2 separate regions of the Mus musculus genome follow, and region 2 is linked to region 1. The links are chromatin contacts, called in public promoter capture Hi-C maps. All regions are on one chromosome and are shown on one strand. The core of a region is the stretch at or near the end of the contact, and the rest is flanking DNA. Distances in the headings are between cores, read along the strand shown.

Region 1 (5,878 bases), core at 1,307-3,806:
AAAATATATATAATAAACCTTCTCAAAGGAACTGTTAGGACCCTACAGTGACTACAGGAAAGGGATATTCCAACTCAGATTTAAGGGACTCCAGTTACAATGAGGCACTGATTTTGTGCCTCATTTTCTTCAATGCTTTCTGAGGTCAGTCACGCCCTTCTATCCCTTGGTGTTGCCTCACATCAGTGATCCTCCTGCCATACACACCAGAGCTGGCCTAGCAGTAAGAGAGTGTGTGCTCTGAGGCAGTTGTCAGACTGTGGGTGTGCACATCTCCAGCCCTGCATTACTCTTGGGAACCATACTTACTTCAGTTACAGAGTTGGCCTGCAGTAAACCTTAGGCCAGTTTCCCCTTGCTAATTACACTCACTCCGTTCATGCCAGGGCAACAAGTGTGCTTCTGTTCTCACAGAGCAACAACACTGGACATTCTAGAGCACGGCACACTGGTCTTAGACTCATGGGCTTATGAAACCCTGTTTTTGCTCCTTTGGAATGTGAAATGATAAAGCCATTGAGTTCTTCAGAAATGCTGTGGTACAGAAGTTAAGTGTTGAAACTGAAGGGAGTCTTATGTGGAGAGACACCAAATCCTAGTTCCAAGGTCTACTAGCTTTGCGATTGAGTCAAGTTCCTCTAGTGCCTCTATTTCTCCATCTGTCATCAGGCTCGACAGTATCTGTTGGGGTGGAGATGAAATGTCTAGAGCTTTTCTCTGTAATCACATTTGGTATGAGAAACTCATTATCTTCCTACGTTTTCTTAGCCCATATAAAAGAATGTGATGTTCTGTGAACACCAACTAATATTAAAAAGCGACAAGCTTGGGGTGGGAGAGATAGCTCCGTGGTGAAGAGCACTCAGTGGTCTTACAGCGGAGTCAGGTTCAGTTCCCAGCATCCACATGGTCACGCATAGCTGTTCCTACCTACAGTTCTGGGGACCCCATGTTCGTTTCTTGCTGAGAGCACCACATGCACACGGCACACAAACAAACACAGGCAAGCAAAGCGCTCGCATAAAATAAAATTTAAAAATCTTTTTAGAAATCCTTTTAGAAACATGAGAAACATACTTGTCTTTAAATAGTTATAAAAATAATTCACTTAAATACTACATTCTATTAGAATTAAATTTTAGGTATGCTTTTTAAATCTATGACTTCGTCTCCCACTTGAAATCCATATGCCATTGGGGAAATTTATTATGAAGACCTGGAATGAATACATGGGTGGATTGTTAATGTATACCTGTACCTTTTCTTGAATAATAACTTTTTTGTGTAATACTTTGTTTTAAGCAAGCAAGTAAGCAAGCACTTTATTCATGAGTATTGTGACTTTTTTCCTTTTTTTTGATGAAATGGCACAATACTTATTACAGATGGAACAACCCCTTTACAGAAAAAAACAAAACAAAACCAAAAACCCAGTGTAGCCACAATATATAACACTGCATTGTAACACCTATGTTACTTGTCTGCTACTCGGAGGGCACTACCCATCACCATATTAGCGAACACTGCAAACCTAGGCTGCACACCTTTGATTCCAGCACTCTGAAAGCAGAGGCAAGTAGATCTCTGGGGGGGTCCAGACTAGCCTGGTCCACATAGTGAGTTTCAGGATAGCCAGGTTTACACAGAGAGACCCTGTCACAAAACAAAATAGTACAAGTTAAAGAACCTGGACTTCTTCATCTCAGTGTCATGGGGGTGCTAGCTCCTTATCTGTCAAGCTTCTCTTATTTTCTTATTTCATTTTTTTTTTTTTTTTTGTCTTCTCTACTCTATCTCCTCTCCCAGTGTCTTCAGAAATCCTTCATTTCCATCATCCCTCTAAGACAGTCAACACCCTTTATGGGCTTTGGCAGCTCTGTTACAGTATTGAGCAGCATTTGGACATCTTTCATCTCAGCAAACATCGTCTGTAGACTACCGGCTGCAGTCAAGAGAGGAAAGGAAAATATGTTCTCTCAAAATTCTTTGAACCAGTTTCTTTTGCGTGGGTAACAGCTTTTGTACCGAGTAGTTGTTGGCAACAAAAACACAAAATCGGAGCCAAATCGATTGTGGCAGCTATGTACACTCTCTGGCACTGGGGAGTCTTTCCATAAGTAAGTGGGAACCACAGGCTTCGCTTGACTCCTCCAGGTTTGTCTTAGTCCCCTACCCTTGGGCAGTGGAGTGGGGTCCGTTGGAAGAAAGTAGTAAAAGAGAGGATCAGGGACAGTACGAGGTTAATCAGAGAGCTAGAGAACAAGGCTGGCGTCTGGTATGGGGCTGTAGGCAAGGCGAGGAGCGGAGAGACGAAAATAAGGGGGTACCTGAGCGGAGCTCAACGCAGGCTTCTGACACCTGCAGCAAAATTTTCCACGAACAGACGCGGTCCCCGGGGGGCGGGGGCGGGGCTCGGGAAGTAGCGGGGTCCACTGCGATTGGTCGCGCCCCTTTCCGGCCGCCCCCGCCCCGGGTGGGCGGGGCGACCCCGCCCCACTGTCACTCAGCCGCAGGTCCCGCCCCCGCCCCCGCGCGTCTCGAGCCCTTGGGGTTTCAGTCCCCCTCGCGGTCCCGCTACCTGGGCGCGCCCGGTCGGCGGGCAGCTGCGGGCCCGGCGCGGGGCGGCGGCACCGAGGCGGGAGGGGGGGCGCGGCGGTGTCTGTTGGAGCGGTTCCCGCTCAGGGCCGCCGGCGAGGGCATGAGCGCGGGCTGCCCTTGCCTCGCGAGCGGCGGCGGGAGCGGCGAGGCGGCGGGGCGCCGCGCACAGGCCACGGCCCGGGGCGGCGCCGGGGGGCTGCGGGCCGGGAGATGAGCCTGTCGCCAGCGGCCCAGGAAGCAGCATGCACCGCGATGCCACCGACAGCAGCGGCGCCCGCCGCGGCCCCACGTCCGCCGCAGACGCCTGCCGCGCTGCCCGGGGCTCCGCGGACCGGCCGCGGACGGCGGACGGCCCGGGCTGGGGCTGGCGGGGGCCCGCGGCCGTGGCCGCCCTGGCAGTGCTGGCGCTGTGCTGCCTGGTCCCAGGCTGGGGACCGGCGGCGGGCACGGGGCCGGGCGCCGTGCTGCTGCGCCTCAGCCTGTACCTGAGCTGCGCCGCGGCCGCCTTGCTGCTGGGGACACTGGTCTCGCTCGTCTGCTGGAGCCCGCGCGCCCAGCCGCCGGACTTCGTCTCTTCCTGGAGCCGGCTGGCGGCGACCGTCCGCTGTCCGCTGCGGGTGAGTACCGGTCTCGACTGCCTCGCGTGCCCGCGGCCTCGTGCGCGCGCAGACCCCGGGGGGCTCCGGCCGGGTGGCCCTCCGGCAGCCGAAGCCCGCGGAAGACTGGGCTGCGCGGGCTTGGTCACGCGCGCCGTTTTAGGCGCTGTAGTTAACTCATCCACCATCCTCTGCACAGAGAGATCCATCCAGGCGGGTCTCCGATGTTGAAGTGCAGTTGGTGAGTGCCGAGAAAAATCCGCTTACAGCACCCACGGGAGGCAGGCTTCGCATTCATCACTGATGCTCCTGTTTGGTTCTTCGATCTGTAGTGGTTGGGAGATAACTTTATGACGGCTTACAGAAGAGAAAACTTGGTTAGGTCACCCAGTCCGAGGGAGCTCACTCAATGGGCCCCGTGTACTTCATACCTGTAAGGTCCTGTCTTCCACCATGTTGGTTAAGTTGTCATGCAGCTCAGGTGGATGTCTATTTGAGGGGGTTGAGGGGGTGGCATGCTCACCAGGAACCACTGTCGTTTGTTAAGAGGAAAAGCTGTCCTCAGGCAGGTGTAGGACATCAGGGTTGTGGTTATGTTGCGGAACGTAGGAAAGAACTGGATTTTCAACGTGCTTTGCCCTCCTTCCTACCAACCCTGTTTGCCTTAAATCAAACTTTACCTCCAGTCTGTTTATAATAACCCTTTAAAAGGACCTTCATTTTACCGGACTTGGCTGATTGATATCTTCATAAAACTAAAATTGCCCGAGATCTTGGGAGCCAGAGCAATGGCAGTGGCTCAACTTCATAAAAACGTTTGTTAGAGTGACTGCTGTCCCCAGAGTTTCTATTTGCTTATGGCATGAACCGTTTATTACTTTCTGGAAGAGCTTCCTACTTTTCAAAATGACTTTCCAGAGCCTGTCACTTCAGAATGGCATCCTCACTCATTAGACTCAGGAAACACAGCGGCAGTCTCAAAAGAATAGCAATGCCTGTTCCGCTTAGAAACTTTGATTTGGCTAAACATTTGTGACTATCGTTTGCATTTTAGAGTTGGTGGGTAGATGTGTTCTTCCTTCTATTCTTTTCTCAGTTCTAATAAGTAAGGGTCCTAAAAGTTTACCAGTTAGGTTTTAGACCTATATAAGGCACACCACAGTTTAAATATTATACATACAAACATATACTAAGTTCAGTATAAATTTATTGAGCATCTTTTATAAACTAACTCTTACATGTTTTTGAAGTTTGGGTTGAATTAGCAAGCCACGTAAAAGTCCTAGTCAATGCAGATTATATTCCTGTGAGGAGCCAGACAAGAAATAAGATAATTTTGGATGGAGTTTATAAAACAAAAATGAAACTAAGAGCTGAGTAGTTGTGCATGAATGTAGGTGAAGGAAAGGAGTGCAAATGGTGGGCCAGGTTCACAGTTGTGATATTATCATTTACCTGTCAGGTCCCCAACCACCTCACTGCAGGGATTGCCTCTTGGTTTCCTTCAGGGCGTACACCATCACACCTGGTTTGTTTCTGAGTAAGGGGAAATTTAAATTGTCATCCAGGAAAATGATTTTGCAAATGATTTAGGGGAAAAAAAGTCCAGCAAGTGTAAACCTGATTTCAGGTTATAGAAGGGGTACATTTTAACCTGGGGAAAGGTATTACTGGCTATCCCATTTCAACTCAAATCCTGGTGACAGCTTTACCTAAGATCATCAGGAAGCTACTTTCTAAGTTGCAGATCAAAAATTGAAGGTCGGGCTGGCAAGATGGCTCAGCGGGTAAGAGCACTGACTGCTCTTCCAAAGGTCGTGAGTTCAAATCTCACAACCACATGGTGGCTCACAACCACCCGTAATGAGATCGGACGCCCTCTTCTGGTGCGTCTGAAGATAGCGACAGTGTACTTACATATAATAGTAAATAAATAAATCTTTGGGCCAGAGTGAGCAGGGACTGAGCAAGCGGGGCTGTCTGGAGGGAGCAGAAATCCTAAATGCAACCCCCAACAACCACATGAAGGCTCACAACCATCTGTACAGCTACAGTGTGCTCACATACATAAAATAAATAGATAAATCTTTTAAAAAAAATTGAAGGACATGTTAGTCGCAGAATATTCAGGTTTTCTTACAGGCGATGCTTACTCCAGCCCCACCGTTTGCTGTTATTTGCATTAACTCAGGTTTTTAAGTGAGTGTTATCTTTATGAATGGAAGGCTGGGAGGCAGAGACATGTGGTGTAGTGTAAGATATCTGGGAGTTCCGTGGGAGTAGACTAGAAACTGGACCACACAGGTCATCCACCATATGTGGAACAGGAGGCTGGCTAGCAGTCAGCCAAATGGAGACAGCCGAGCAGTGAATACTACAGAAATTCAGATTCAGAATTTAAAAATGCTCTGTACTTCTCTAGTGCCCTTCCAAGGCTTTACATACGGGCTGGATAAAAATCCTTTTCTATCCCTTCTCTCCCACCTTCTCTCCCTCTTTGGTTTCCTTCGGTGGAGGAAAAAAAAAAAAAACCAAACCTGCACACATTGCTAACGGTAGATAAAGACTTGTTTTTTGTTTTTGTTTTTTTGGAGGCAGAAGCTTGCTATATAGGCCAGACTAGCCTTGAACTCTCTCTCTCTCTTTTTAAAGAATACTTTTAAAAAAATGTATATGTGGTGTCT
Region 2 (5,441 bases), core at 1,102-3,601, 360 kb before region 1:
TGGAAGAAACCAGACTGAGCAAGTCATGAGGTGAAAGCCAGTAAGCTGCACCCCTCTATGGACTCTACATCAGCTCCTGCCTCCAGGTGCCTGCCTGACTTCCTTCAATGATGAGTAGTGATGTGGAAGTATTAGCCAAATAAACTCTTTCTTCCCCATCTTGCTTTTGGTTACAGTGTTTCATCACTGCAATAAGAAGCCTGACTAGGATGGAAACTAATCAGGAATCCATGATTGAAATTCACTAAGACCTATAGAAGAAACCTGGGGAAAGAAATGATGAGGGGGCATGATGGCTCTGTGGAGGCACTTGCCATTCAAGACTGACGGACGGCACCCAAGTGGAGAAAGGAGAGCATCAACGCCACCAACCTGTCCTCTGATATCCACACCTGTACCATAACACACACACACACACACACACACACACACACACACACACACACAGAGGGGGGTGGGGAAGGGAGAGTCAACAGAGGGACAGGCAAATGATGAGACAGACTTCTGTGTCTGGCTTGGTTTCAGAGGCAAAGGCAGTAAAGACTCAATAGAGCATACAAACTAGACACATCCACTTGTGTGATGTTGAAGGTCCCAGTGTCTACTGGTACCAAGGAAAAATATGAGGACGACAGTTCCCTTCCTGAGGCTTCTACAAGTGACATATTAAACTAATACTGGGAACTGGGCATGGTATGGTGGTGAGCTTAACATAAGCCAACTTGACACAAACTGGGGCCATGTGGGAAGAGGGAACTTCAATTGAGAAAAGGCTTCTATCAGACTGTCTATGAGGGAATTCTCTTGATTAATGATTGATGAGAGGACCTGGTTCCCTGTGGTGGTAGCAACTCTGGGTAGGTTGTATAAGCAAACAAACTGAGCAAACTATGGGGAGCAAGCTGGTTGACAATTCCTCCATGACCCTCCTGCCCTGATGTCCTGTCATGATAAACTGTGATGGGGACATGAGGCCACACACGTAAACCCTTTCCTCCCCCAGTTGCTTTTGCCCATGATTTTTAACATAGCAGCAGAAACTTAACTAGGACAAGTGAACTCATTCCTGTGATCCCAGCATTTGGGAGACCAAGGTAAGAAAAGACTGCTGCAAGTTCAAGGCTACCCTGAGCTCCACAGTGGGCTCTAGACCAGCCTCAACTACAGAGGTGGACCATCTTAAAAAAACGAGGCCAAGCAAAACAAAACCCAGAAGCAACTCTTAGCACGCAGGCCTAACCCTGGTCCAATAGGCAGGTGGGAATTTTGTCCCGTATCTTTAGGTGGCTGAGCAGCACTGGGATGACAGTGGCATTGGGTACCATACCCAGCCCTTCAGAGACAAGGCCGTATGGAAGGACTCACCTCCAGAGCTTTGAGGCTGATGATTTCCACCCCACACTTCTTGCCTCGTTCCACCAGATCACTGCCGTAGGAGTCCATGATGACTATGATTTTAAGGCATGGTGTTAACTTGTTTTCTACACCTTCTAATAAGAGTTTGGCTTTTTCTGGCTTGTCAGCAAAAATCACAGAGAGTTCAGCTGTAAATGAAGAGGTGATAAGGAGTGAGCCCTAGGATGCTAAAAGCTTGACACACAAACACTAGCATGCCAGAGTGATGCACACTGAAACGTAATATCCCCTTCCAAGCAGATATATAAATGTAAAGTCATCGAATCAAGCCTATACCTAGGGCTATGGTGGCACAAAGACAAAGACATACCTTTGTTCACTATGTAGGTGATGGCGTCAGCTCCAAGGGTGTCATAGAGCGGGACGACCACCATTGAGTAAGAGAAGCATCCTTGCTCGACGATCACCCACTGAATGGTAAAAGTCACAGAGAGAGAATGAGATGGCTCCCCAGAATCACTCACTGCCAAGGGCAATGCTCAGAGAGTCAAATTAGAAGCATCCACTGCAGCAAACTTAACGTCTGTCTCCCACCGTGTGCCAGGTTCCAGGAGAGTTCAAAGCAAACAAGAAGACTTGCTCCTCCTTTTAAACTTTTTCATATTCTTGAAATCTTCTCCTTATATCCCTTTAAAAATTAATCTTTAAGTTTGCATACAACAATCTGCCCTTCCTTAAAATCAAGCTGTACTGATGTAAGCGTTTGAGGAAACGATCATTACAGGCTAAGACAGCGGAAAGTGGTCTTGAAAAAAAAAATCCCCTTAGTAAAGTGACCAGGGACAGCAGTGATACAGTAACTGGGTCACCTTACCACTAACCTCAGCTGCCTAGAACTGACTGATCTCCCAGGCACATGTGGCACTGTCCCTCTTCAACTGCAAGACACGCCCTTATCTCAGCTGCACTTTTCAAATGGCATACAGGATGCTGATCACAGCACAGAAAAGGGAGCAGCTGCCGTGGGAGAGGACCGATCCGTCACAGGCATGTGGTGTGGACTCGGCGCTGTGCCTGTGGTTTTTGCTTTGTTTTAAGATTTCCTCCAAGACTCTACTCAGGATCTCTCCTTGGCTGGGCTCCCACAGTCCTTTCCTGTATCCACACGTATCACATTTCAGAGAAACCATCAGTAATCTATCCCTTAAAACGAAGGATCTGTTTTGTGGTTTAGGTAGATGATAACAATTCTATTGATGGAAAAAGCTTGGATCTGTCCCTGAGATTCAAAAGAAAACCAAGTCACCCCTTAAGACTAAGCATGGGCCAGCCATAGACAGTGACGATTCTTCAAGGAACATGAGACCCATGGATAGAAGAACTTATAAAACCAGACACAACACAGGGACAGGAAAACCAAGACACTTTTCTGGACATAAGCAGCAATAAAAAAAAAATGATGCTTGAATTTTTCCAAGATAGTTATTGCTGATATAACTTGTTAGCAGTACTTTAAAAGTAACACCCCATTTTAAGTCTTTTTTTTCTAAAATTATTTTTAAGTGTGTGTGTGTGTGTGTGTGTGTGTGTGTGTGTGTGTGTGTGTGTAGGTACCCATAAGACCAGAGGAGTTGGAGCTTTGAGTACTTGTGAGCCACCTGATGTAGGTTCTGGGACGGAAACTCTGGTCTCTGGAGGAGCAGTGTGTGTCTGCTCTGAACTACTGAGCCTTCTCTCTAGCCCCTCAAGTCTCTTTTCTTAAGTACTACGTGTGAGCCTCCATATCCAATCAACAGCTGTAAATCTATAAGGAGAGCAGCTCATAGCGCATATTTCACAGTATCTTAGGTTTGGAAATTTGATCGAAAGGAAGGAAGGCTCAGACCTCTCAGGAGGAAGAGTTTGCTACTAACAAAAATGTATCCGAGCTTCTCTGCTGTAATTTATTATTAACAATTTACTAACCCTGTTTATCCAGTCTCAGAGGTAGCCCTTGAAGGTAAGAAACTTCTGATTTGACACTTTTTTTCTAAGAATTTTGTTTCATGACCTGAATTAAGAAAACTCAAAACAAACAAAACAAAAAATTAAGGGGAGATGATTTTTTTTTTCTCTTGAAAGTTGAAGAGAAATTCTCAGTTCTCATTTTCATACCTGGAACTTTCTAAGACAAACCGCAAAGCCTTATACTCAGCCTAAACCAGAGAACAAAGCCTAGTCCCCAGCAGCTGCAGGGGGAACCACGAAGGGCCCTGGAGACCCAGCACAGTGAGCGGCTCTGCCGGCTCCTGGTTAATACCTCGGGTCTGTTTTGAGAGAAGAGGCCGATGAACTGCTCGGAGCAAGGCTTGAACCCCTTCTGGATCAGCCCGGAGCCTATGCACTCAGCCAGTTCTGCCACCTGCAACAAAGGGAGGCAGAGGCGCCAGTTAGGAAAAAGCAACAATTCTTATTGTAAGAACCTTAAAAGCTCACTGGGTGACAATCTCACTGGGTGACAATCTCACTGGGTGACAATCTCACTGGGTGACAATCTCACTGGGTGACAATCTGGCGTCCTTTCCGCTGCCAGCAACAGAGCTATACAGAGAAGGAGACCTGCGCCTCCTTAAACAACTGCTTGCACAGCATAAGGTTTTACTCACCACAGCTCAGGCTTTGTTTAGGACCTGGCTCTAGGATTCCTTCTATAAAGCAAATTATTCCGGGTTTGCAGGTCACAGACATGGATACAGGGCTTCCTACATATGTGTTTCTATTTTAGTGTTACCAAGTGACAGAGGTCCTGTGTTCTTTGGGGTGGAGATTATTACCTGTTTGTAGTGCCTTGGAAGAATCAGGGTTTTATGCACCCTAGACAAGCATTCTAACACAGACCTTGTCCCCACTTCTTGACTTCTTCAACTGGTGCAGACCAACTGCAAACTCACCATCCTACCACTCCAGCTGCTTGGGATGACAGCTATCACCAGGCCTGGCTAGATCGTTCTTTTATCATTTATAAAAGACTAGAAAAGTGACCAAACACCTCAAAACCTGTCATTTGTATAAATATAGAAACAGCTTTTTAAAAAAACAAAACAAGACTAAGGTGGTTTTTTTTTTTTCTATTTGTTTGCTTCTTTGTGAGATACGGTTTCTCTGTGTAGCACTGGCTGTCCTGGAACTCTCTCTGTAGGCCAGGCTGGCCTCGAACACAGAGATCTACCTGCCTTCCTCCCAAGTGCTAGGATTAAAGATGTGTGTCACCAAGCCCAGCTAAGACTAAGTTTTTATTATTGGACTCTACAATTCCATTTTTGAGAATTTCTTTTTGGTAAATAATACAATATTTGGAGGAGATTTTTAGAGGTCTTATGCGCAAATATAAAAATTTCAAAAAAAAAATGACAAGAATACCCAAAAAGGACAGCTAGGTAGCTGGCAAATACTACAACTATGAGAACTGCACCAAGCTTAGGGTAATGATGGCAATCAGTAATGTGTAGATGAAAACCAACATTATGATACCCAAGGAAAAATAAGTCACAAAACTTAGGAATATATATCCGTAGCTACCCTCTTGTCCCTCCTCTTCATTAATTGCTTTGGAATGTAAAACTTAAACCCTGGAGTTCATTCCTCGCAACAGCACTTCTAACACATATCCACACCACCAGGAAACCAGGAAACCAGGAAACCAGGAAACCGCCTCTCCTTCCCAGCAATGCCATTGGTTTCGGTACAAGCTGCCATCCCAGCCCTACCTAAGGGAAGCAGTACTGTCACAGGCCAGGTGACCACAGAGTGGCAAAGCACCTTCTAGTCCTGACTAATGCACAGGTCTGGAAATTGAGACGTGTCTGAAACTGTTTGCTGGGCTTGCTGGAGCAATGCACATACACTTATGTTTCTAGAAAGGTGGTCCATTTTGCTCTTTAAGAAAAATGGCAAAGAGACTCTGACTTTCCTAAAAGTCAGTCTGGTTAGGTGAATAAAAAAGTAAATCAAGATAAAGATCTCCACAAAGCCAAAGCTGGCTTCAGTTAAAACCAGCTCTGTGCCCTCTGCCAAGCCTCCAAGGAGCCTCGGGCTGAGCTGTGCCA

The links. Promoter capture Hi-C pulls out the DNA fragments that hold promoters and counts their contacts.
Region 2: a promoter capture Hi-C map of pre-B cells shows a contact between it and region 1, with 2.3 times the contacts expected there. The contact joins the enhancer-like site here to the promoter of Snx25 in region 1. A contact is called at or near these places in 3 of 39 promoter capture datasets (the C10 cell line, hematopoietic stem and progenitor cells and pre-B cells), 2 of 115 datasets of contacts at active chromatin or transcription factors (pro-B cells and stem cell-derived neural progenitor cells) and 2 of 9 other capture datasets (adipose tissue and pancreatic islet).

Annotation. Positions count from the first base shown.
Region 1 is chr8:46,149,119-46,154,996 of GRCm38.p6, reverse strand. Snx25 (sorting nexin 25) reads left to right here and starts at 2,556. Exons shown (of 19, transcript NM_001372342.1): 1 at 2,556-3,215. The coding sequence starts at 2,841.
Region 2 is chr8:46,509,676-46,515,116 of GRCm38.p6, reverse strand. Acsl1 (acyl-CoA synthetase long-chain family member 1) reads right to left here. Exons shown (of 21, transcript NM_007981.4): 5 at 3,656-3,757; 6 at 1,727-1,826; 7 at 1,366-1,544. Among named protein-coding and RNA genes, the nearest start is that of Cenpu, 40 kb to the left of the region's middle. Within about 2 kb of position 2,351, at least 42 of the 459 cell types and tissues checked have an H3K27ac peak or open chromatin away from gene starts, as enhancers often do. A contact at or near this core is called in pre-B cells and pro-B cells, where this site is marked.